2 separate regions of the Capra hircus genome follow, and region 1 is linked to region 2. The links are chromatin contacts, called in public Hi-C maps. All regions are on one chromosome and are shown on one strand. The core of a region is the stretch at or near the end of the contact, and the rest is flanking DNA. Distances in the headings are between cores, read along the strand shown.

Region 1 (4,817 bases), core at 842-3,341, 970 kb after region 2:
AAATTTATTCTCTCACAATCCTGGAAGCCATGAGTCCAAAATCAAGGTGCTGGCAGGACTGGTCCTCTCAGGAACAATCTGTTTCATCCTCTCTCCTAGTGTTTGGTGGCTGCCAGCACCCCTGAATTAGGACTGCCAATCTCTGTCTTCATCGCCTCATGGCCTTCTCCCTGTGTGTCAGGGTCTCCAATCTCCCCCTGCCTTTCTCTTAAAAGGGCACTTGTCATAGGATTTAGGGCCCCCCCAAAATCCAGGATGATCTCATCTCAAGCTCCTTATCTGGATTACACCTACAGTAACTCTTTTTCCAAATAGTCACATTCCCAGTTTGGAAGAGGATGTGTCTTTTTTGGGGCCACAATTCAACCCTCTGTGGGCTAAGTCGCTTCAGTCGTGTCCGACTCCATGACCCTATGGACTGCAGCCCACCAAGGTCCTCTGTCCATGGGGATTTTCCAGGCAAAAGTAATAGAGTGGGTTGCCAACCCTCCTCCAGGGAAGCTTTCCAACTGAGGGGTTGAACCAGCAGTGGGTTCTTTACCACTAGCACCACCTGGGAAGCCCATTCAACCCCTCTATGTTCTTCAATACTTTGCTTTAACGCTGCTTCCTCTGTGAAGAATGCCCTGATGGCAATACACAGGAAGTAATCCTTCCCTGTTACAAACTATCAAGACACTTCACTAAATCCTCCTTGGTATTATTGCATGCTTGTATGCAGGATTCATTTTTGTGTGAGTTATTTCACAAAAAGTAACTTCCAAGTAACTCACACTAAGATGAGTCCTGCATACACGCATGCAATAACACCAAGAAGGATTTAGTTAAGTTGCAGGCAGATTCTTTACGTCTGAACCACCAGGGAAGTCCAAGAATACTGTAGTAGGTTGCCATTCTCTTCTCCAGGGGATGTTCCCAACTCATGGATCGAATCCAGGTATCCTGCATTACAGGCAGATTCTTTATCATTTTAGACACCAAGAAAGCCCCTTACTTTCACAGACCTCAGTTTCCTCATCTTTGAAATTGAGATGATACTTACATTTTCTTATAGCACTGTTTTGATTTAAAACAAAACAAAACTTTTTTTAGTCACATGGCATGCAGGATCTTAGTTCCCCACCAGGGATGGAACCCATACCCCTTGCAGTGAAAGCATGGCATCTTAACCACTGGACCACCAGGGAAGTCCAAATAAAAAGACACTGAAGGGGCCTTAAAGCAGAGCCTGGAAACAGTAAAATATCAGTAAGTGTTATTATTATTATTATCTTTATTGTGGTGGATTTTGTCATTTTCCCTAATTTTGAAAGTTCCTTAAAGACAGACATCTCTGTATCCTCCATGGCATCTAAGATGTGTCTTGCACAGAGTAAAGAATATTGGGGGAAAATGACAGATAAGTTGCCTTGAAATAAAAAAGTCATCACAGAGACACATTTGGAAATGTTATGAAGGGGTGAGTGCTCTATCAGCCCCCCGTCAGCAGTGAAGTGCTCAGTTCAGTTCAGTCGCTCAGTTGTGTCCGACTCTTTGCGATCCCATGAATTGCAGCACGCCAGGCCTCCCTGTCCATCACCAACTCCCAGAGTTCACTCAGACTCACGTCCATCGAGTCAGTGATGCCATCCAGCCATCTCATCCTCGGTCCTCCCCTTCTCCTCCTGCCCCCAATCCCTCCCAGCATCAGAGTCTTTTCCAATGAGTCAACTCTTCGCATGAGGTGGCCAAAGTACTGGAGCTTCAGCTTTAGCATCATTCCCTCCAAAGAAATCCCAGGGTTGATCTCCTTCAGAATGGACTGGTTGGATCTCCTTGCAGTCCAAGGGCCTCTCAAGAGTCTTCTCCAACACCACAGTTCAAAAGCACCAATTCTTCGGTGCTCAGCCTTCTTCACAGTCCAACCCTCACAACCATACATGACCACAGGAAAAATCATAGCCTTGACTAGACGGACCTTAGTCGGCAAAGTAATGTCTCTGCTTTTGAATATGCTATCTAGGTTGATCATAGCTTTTCTTCCAAGGAGTAAACGCCCAAGTCTTCCCCAAAGGTGGGGAGTCTCTTCTTGGCCACTCCCAGGACCTTTCTGCCAGCAGCTACTCCCTTTGACTTACAAGAAGCACAACTGGGAGGTCTGTCACTCAGTGGCCCTTCTGAGTGAGCCAGCATGTCCAAGGAGAATCCATTTTCATAAAGAACATCATCTGTGGATTTGTCATCATGGTAATTATATTTTATCATTCTCATTGTACCTCTTAGTATTGATGTGACTCTGAAATAGAAGGGAAGAAAGGGGGTGGGGAGAGGCTGGCTCCTGGTTTAAGGGAAAAGTGACTCAGTAGCCCTAAGCAGCCTCTTCAGAACTGGGTAGGTGTGCTGACTCACCTCCCAAAGGCTGCTCCCCTCAAGGGCCTCTCAGGAATGTGGAAACCTTCACTGCCCTGCTCGCTCTCTCTACACACTATACTCTCCCCCTTGTGATCCCATGGGCTATTTCTAAAGGGTCAAGGCTCTTAAGAAATGGTTCCTTTTCTTTTGTTTTAGAATACTCTAAAGTTTTCTAAAAGATGTTCACCATTAGACGTGAGGGCTGGCAGTCACTGCCACTTGGCTGCAGATAATATTCCTGGTAACCCTACCATCATTGACTGGGCACTTAGTAAGCACCAGGAACTGTGTTCTACTGATTATTGCTTGTAATCCTCACCACAAATCTAAGAGAAACCTGTGATTAGCTCCATTTCACAGGGGAGAAACTTCAGGCTTATAGATAGTAAATAACACCTGCAACCACAATCCTTGTGCATGATGAAACTAAGATTCCAACTGGATCTAACTGCCAAGTTCAGACTGAACCACCGAACACTACCACCTCCTAATATGTATCCACATAGTCCTCTCTTCCAAGCAGAGAACAAAAACAATCTTCTTGCATTTCCCAGGTTAGAAATACTGACCCTTCACAGGTGGGTAAACAGCTGCAGTCTCAGAAGTTTACCTGATTTCGCATAAGAAATATAAACACATTTTAAGTTTCCTTAGAATATGTATCAGAATTAAAATTTTAAATGTTAATTCTGGAGGCAGGAAAGATAGTGTTGGAGAGTCATTCCCAACTTGCCTCTAATTATACAATATGCAAGCACAGGCATGTGCAAAGATTCATATTTTAGCAAGGTGTGTACAAAGCGTAGGTGAAAGAGAAGACAGAAGCGGAAACCCTTATACATATTTTGCCAAGCAGATGCCGGAAAACCTGATCTGCTGTGCCCGGTAGGGCAGGTAGAGCAGACTTCTGGGATGAGGTTTCCCTGGATGCATTCAGTTCGGGAAATGATAAATCAACTCCATCCTGCCCAGAATCAGTGCTGATTGATGCAGTTCTGTTTCCATGTAACAACTGCCAAAACTATGCTCATACATAACACTTGCTATCTACAGGCTTAAAAGTAATGTATTCTTTATCGTAGAAACTCTCTAATGGTACATATCAGTTCAGTTCAGTTCAGTCGCTCAGTCGTGTCTGACTTTTTGCGACCCCATGAATCACAGCATGCCAGGCCTCCCTGTCCATCACCATCTCCCAGAGTTCACTCAGACTCACGTCCATCGAGTCCGTGATGCTATCCAACCATCTCATCCTCGGTCGTCCCCTTCTCCTGCCCTCAATCCCTCCCAGCATCAGAGTCTTTTCCAATGAGTCAACTCTTCACATGAGGTGGCCAAAGTACTGGAGTTTCAGCTTTAGCATCATTCCTTCCAAAGAAATCCCAGGGTTGATCTCCTTCAGAATGGACTGGTTGGATCTCCTAATGAGGATGAATCAAAAAGAGAAGAGAACTTGTGAAATTTTAACTTTTTCATTTTACAAGAAATTGAGCCATTTTTCTGCAAAAATTAAAACACACAAGTCTTCTTTTCATGCGGAGCACAGTGTCACCTGAGAAGGAAAGCACTGGCATTATCAGGGAAGCACTGTGGAGCGGTTACCATGCAAAATTTGCCATGGACTGAGAGCGGGGAGCCAACGCTGTGGTTACTAAGAAGGTTATTTGTGACTTTGCTTCAGAGCCTTCTTGATTAAGTCCTAACCCAGGCTCTTTCCCAGACGCTGACTCTTATGCTCCAAATCCACTGAAAAGGGAAAGGATGACTTATTGCAGGATATTTTTATTTCAAATAATTACTGAAAGGAAGAGAATTCATCAAATTTTGATCTACACAAGACCTTCAAGCAGTGCTCAAATCCACCTACCTATTCTTGTGTATAAAATCCCTGTCAGGAGAACTGATAGTTCAATGCAGAGATTCATCACAATGAATGTCCAGGGCTCCCAAAAGAAAGAGAAGGCTACACCTAGCAAAACTGGCACCAGATTAAAGAATGTTCTCTCCTAACATGACCTCAAGAAACCTAATGACCTCACAAACTCTCGTTTCTCAGCTTATTCCTAGGCAGCAAAATTGCCCCTCACTTATGCACCTATCAAGGTGGTATGAACGTAGATTACTCTAAAGCACTTACAGTTGCTTTTGCCACTAAAAAGATTGAATCCACTTGTATAATTATGTAAAAATACATTTGCACTGATTGGTATGGTGACAAATCCTAATTCTTCTTTTTTGTCCATACCCTGCAGTTTGCAGGATCTTAGTTCCCTGACCAGGGACTGAACCTGCACCCTTGCCGCTGGCAGTGAAAGCTTGAAGTCCTAACCACTGGATGGCCAGGGAATTCCCTAATTCTAGTTATCAGTGTTTTTGGAAGTACCCTCTGGTCTTCTGAGCACAGAGTAATATTCACTTTTTATTTT
Region 2 (4,754 bases), core at 1,185-3,684:
TTCATTCTAGTGGTAGAACTCCCCAAGGTTGAGCTGAGCATGTGAAAGTGAAAGTGAAGTTGCTCAGTCATGTTCAACTCTTTGCGACCCCATGGACTGTAGCCTACCAGCCTCCTCTGTCCATGAGCTGAGCATATAACCACCCAATAATAGTATGTTTCCCATGCTCCTTTGCAGCTAGAGTTGGCCATGAGACCAAGTCTAAATCAACAAGATGTGAACAGAAGAGATGCATGCAACTTCCAGTCAGTTCCTTTGTAAAGTAGCTATTTGCTCTCAAGTTTTTTTTTATTCTGCTGGATGGGACGCAGCAACAACTGTAGTACATACCTTTGGCCCCGAGATGGAAGTCACCTATTAAGAATAGCAGAGCTAGTTAGCCATCCTGGGTCAATTTATGGTTCTATATAGTCGATCTGCTTAGGTATTTCAGAGTGCCTGTTGAGCTTTGGACGTGAAAGAGAAACCAAGCTTTGCCTTTTCTAACCCACTGAAGCTACCATGATTTTCAGTCTCTTTTTTATTAGCCTCTGTGACCTGATTAATAACTTCATATATTAGGAACTGAAGCCCAGAAAAATTATGATTTGTAGTGAAAATACCACCTATAAATGTAAAAATAAATCTGTGGAAATCATTTTTTAAGATTAAAAAAAATGTATACTGAATTCTATAATGAAAGCTTTTTTTAAAGATTTTAGACTGGGAGTGGTAGAATTCCTTGGCTTTCCTGACTAAGCTATTTGGCTTTGTGGTTTCATCTTATCTATCCTTGAAGGAGAAATCCATGCTTGTTTATCACACAGTGGCTCCTTGGATGAATGAATAAATGAATGAAAGGATTCATCAAATTCTGTTTTTACTAAACGAACAGATATTTTGTATTTGTTTGGCCCTTGTCTATTTAAAAAAATATAACCTTAAGTTACATCTTCGGTTGATGTCTTGGTCTGTTTGTCACAAGGAAATGAAGTGGCAGCCAATAAAGATTTCAAATAGGCACATTTTTTTTACAGTTTTAAGAGTTTTTAATTACAGTTGATATGTGGAAGGTGGTTGTAGATCTGTGTGTTTGCAGTAGGTTGGGACTACAGCTCAGCATTATTACTTCTTGTTTGCTTCGTGGTTGCACCATAATAGTCATTAAATCAAAGTCTTAAAGACAGTTGAAGACACCAGGGCATGATATTGTCTACATGAAGATGGTTTATTGGTGCCAGAGTTCAGTCATTTTTTAATTTAAGGCAGTTTTCTGCTAGCACAGAAAAACAAGTTTTTCTAGAATCATATTTCTACTAATATAAGTAAAATTGTCTCCTGCTATACAAAGATAAAGGTTCTCACAGTTATCCAGTCATATTTATTAATATTAATAAAGTATTTATTAATATTAATTAAATCATTAGGTTTTAAAAATACTAAACTTGACTCAATAAATAGTTATAAAAATAAGAAAATAATGAAGCACCAAATAGTTACCCCAGATTGTCTTCAATCACAGGAAACCCATAATAAGGTTGTCCCCTGAGGAAAGGTTGGAAAGGATTGCATGCATAGGGATGTGAACAACATGGAGACTTGTTTTATCTTCTGTTTGTTAGTAACAGTCCATCACTGACACCGTGGATAAGATATTATATGCCTCAGGGTGTATTTATAATTTGACAGGAGCTCAATAAATTCAACGTACGGCTGTCTAAAACTGTTAAAAATTTAATGTAAACAAAATTCTATAAAATATTTTAAGTTCATGATAAAATTCTATAAACAATTCATATCTCTAGTTTGTTTCAGTTTTTGATGCATTTGTAAATCATATTCCCAAATCCATCAGAGTCTCTTTGTGCTTACATTGGGGTTCTCAATCTTGATTATGTGTTAAAATCACTTGGGGAGCTTAAAAAAATCCTGAAGTCCAGGCCAATGCTAAGAAATGATATCAGGCTCTCTTGAGGTGGGTCCTCAGTCTTCTGACCTTCATTTAGATGTAGGCAGAAGTTTGGCTGGGTCAGCAGGTGTAATCTATTAACCAAGGAGACAGATGTTCATTCACGATAAAGGGACACCAGATGTTCACTGGGCATTCCATTCCAAGAGCCATTATTTACCATCTGAAACACATTTGCCTTCATCACTTATTTCATGTCTCTTTCACCAAAGTCACCAAGAGGATTTAGTGCCCTCAAAATAGGGCAGTCTTCTATTTTGAGGGCTCTTCTGAAAAGTAAAACCTGAGAGAAATGAATAGTTCCTTGTCCTCTGTGCTCCCATTTAGCCCATTGAACTACACAAAGGTTTTTAAATAACCAGGTGATGTCTTGGGCAGGTGCCCCGTAGCCAGCATTAGTCTTTCCAAATGACCAGCCTGATCCAGCCGGTTCTCCCATTTCCCCTCTGGCTCAGAGGCTTTATTCCTATTCTGTCAGCACAGGAAATTGCTGGCAGGTATCTTCTTTCAAGCATGAGGCAGGGGAAACAAAGAGGTCATACTGCTCAGTACTTGGACTATGTTCAGCTGAGACTGGAAAATTTTCCCCAGAACAAAGCCATTCCATTTCTGATGAACCAGGCCACCCCACATAAAGGACCAATGACAGCTGCCAATTCTCAGAATGCTTCTGGGCAAAAATGAAAATGAGCAACGCTTGTAATAAAATTAGTAAAAAACACATTTTACATAGCCGCTAAACATAAAATCATTCAAATTTCTGTTCACAGACTTTATTTTTCTCAATCAGATGGCAGACTACGTTTCAAACCCTAGTTTTTCTGGGCATCCCTATTCTAAATTAATTGTTTGAAACTGGACACAAAGTTGAATGTTTATAGGAAACAAACTTATGGTTACCAAAGGTGAAGGGGGTGGGGAGGGATAAATTAGGTGTTTGGGATTAGCAGATAAAAACTACTGTATGTAAAATAGATATAAATTACTGTATTTAAAAAAAATAATTTGCTGTCCACCTGAAACTATCACACATTGTTAATAGGCTATACTCCAATATAAAATAGAAAGTTAAAAAAATAGATAAACAGCAAGGTCCTACTGTATACCTCAGGGAACTATATTCAATATCCTATAATAAACCATAATGAAAAAAGAATATAAAATGAATTACTTTGCTGTACACCAGGAAATTAACCCAATATTGTAAATCAACTATACTTCAATAAAAAAATTTTTTTTTAATTGGATGTTTAGAATCATTCACTCAGCATTTACTGAAGTGTAGTGAAGAGTAATTTGGCTAATCAAGGACCCCTTGAATTCAATAGGATTTTGTTGACAACCTAATATGTACAAAGCAGGTACTTAGAGTGAAATGGGTTCTCCGGCAGCTTCAGCACTTCCCGGTCATGCTCAGAGGGCTAATCGCCAGCTGATGATGAACTTCTTAGTCTCATGGTTTCATTTCTTAGATTATTCAATAACTTCAATTATCTGAAACCAATGCTACTGCAGACATTGTTCAGAGACTCCAAGGTATATGTTCTTTTAATAAGTCTGTATATTGCTCAAATAGCATGCAATCCTTTCAAACTTCTCCTGAGGGGACAATCCAATTTTTTTTCATCTCTCTGCCTTGCTTTATTTAAAGAGGTTAACTTTGCCATGATTCTTGGTTCTTGTTTTCTATCCTCCAGCTTCAAATATACAAAGACTCCCTGGTATTACGCAATTTCAAAGAAGACAGATTTCAAATGTGTGAATTTTCCCAAGGAATGAAATTTTTGAATATTTACTTTAAATATATAGCTAGTTTTCAGTCATAGTTTCCTTACCCAGGTCTTCACACAAAATATATCTGAGCAAATATTTCTTCATATCTTTCATTTCAGAAAAGAGGCTTTAGTACAGTCCATGGGAGTTTATTGTGTATTATAGGAGATTAAAATATAATTCCTTTGTAACTAGGCATTTATAATTTTATTAGAAATGTATATGTAAATATAAATATATATATATAGTCCTTTATATGTATAAACATATATATTATATATATATATACATATGTTTAAAGGGTTAAGATGACAACAAAAGGTAGTTTTAATAGGTGTTCCAGAAGAGAGAGACAGAGAGAGAATTGAAAGGAGGAAAATATAGAAAATTTATATTGAGTTTGGGATGGGTGTCCTCACACACAGAACTTGTCACAGAAGTCTTATCTAACTCATCTGTTTTGCAAAGGAAGGCTCTTTATAATGATGATAATGTTAATGACAACTATAATAGCTAGTATCTGGTTGAGTGTCTGTGCTCCACAAATTCTGATATAAAACAATTATTCATTCACTGTTCACATAAATCTTCACATAAAAAATTACTAAGCATTTACCATGGTGCTGGAATGTAGAAGGAAGAAGGATAGGAGAGAGCTATGCAAACAAGCAAAAAAAAAAAAACTATAATAGAGGTAGGCAGTGGATGTAACCATGGATTTCCTATTAACTGGCAAGACATTCTTGCACTTTTAGGCAAAGATAGAACACAACGGTGGGCCTTTTCATTGATAATAGAGAACTTGAAATACAATGAGATGGAGCCTTCATCACTGTGGTATTAACTTTGGTCACAAGATGGCAGCAAAGTTCAGCTAGTTCTTCAGAAGCCATTTAAATACTAGGAGAGAAGGAAATGGCTGCTTCACGGCCTTTGAAGGTTAATGGGTAAGTTGGAGAAAGATTGTCTTGGTGGTTACACATAGACTTTATTTTCTGATCCTTTATCACAATATTTATTGACTATTGAAGAT

Evidence for each region. Hi-C and Micro-C count contacts between places; a contact is called where the count stands out from the background.
Region 1: a Hi-C map of liver shows a contact between it and region 2, with 5 times the contacts expected there. The contact joins two enhancer-like sites. A contact is called at or near these places in 2 of 5 Hi-C or Micro-C datasets (blood and liver).

Annotation. Positions count from the first base shown.
Region 1 is chr10:35,305,075-35,309,891 of ARS1.2, forward strand. All of the region lies in intron 2 of TBPL2 (TATA box-binding protein-like protein 2), which reads left to right. Among named protein-coding and RNA genes, the nearest start is that of TBPL2, 6.2 kb to the left of the region's middle. Within about 2 kb of position 2,092, at least 1 of the 5 cell types and tissues checked has an H3K27ac peak or open chromatin away from gene starts, as enhancers often do.
Region 2 is chr10:34,331,222-34,335,975 of ARS1.2, forward strand. No RefSeq gene overlaps it. Among named protein-coding and RNA genes, the nearest start is that of TMEM260, 92 kb to the left of the region's middle. Within about 2 kb of position 2,435, at least 1 of the 5 cell types and tissues checked has an H3K27ac peak or open chromatin away from gene starts, as enhancers often do.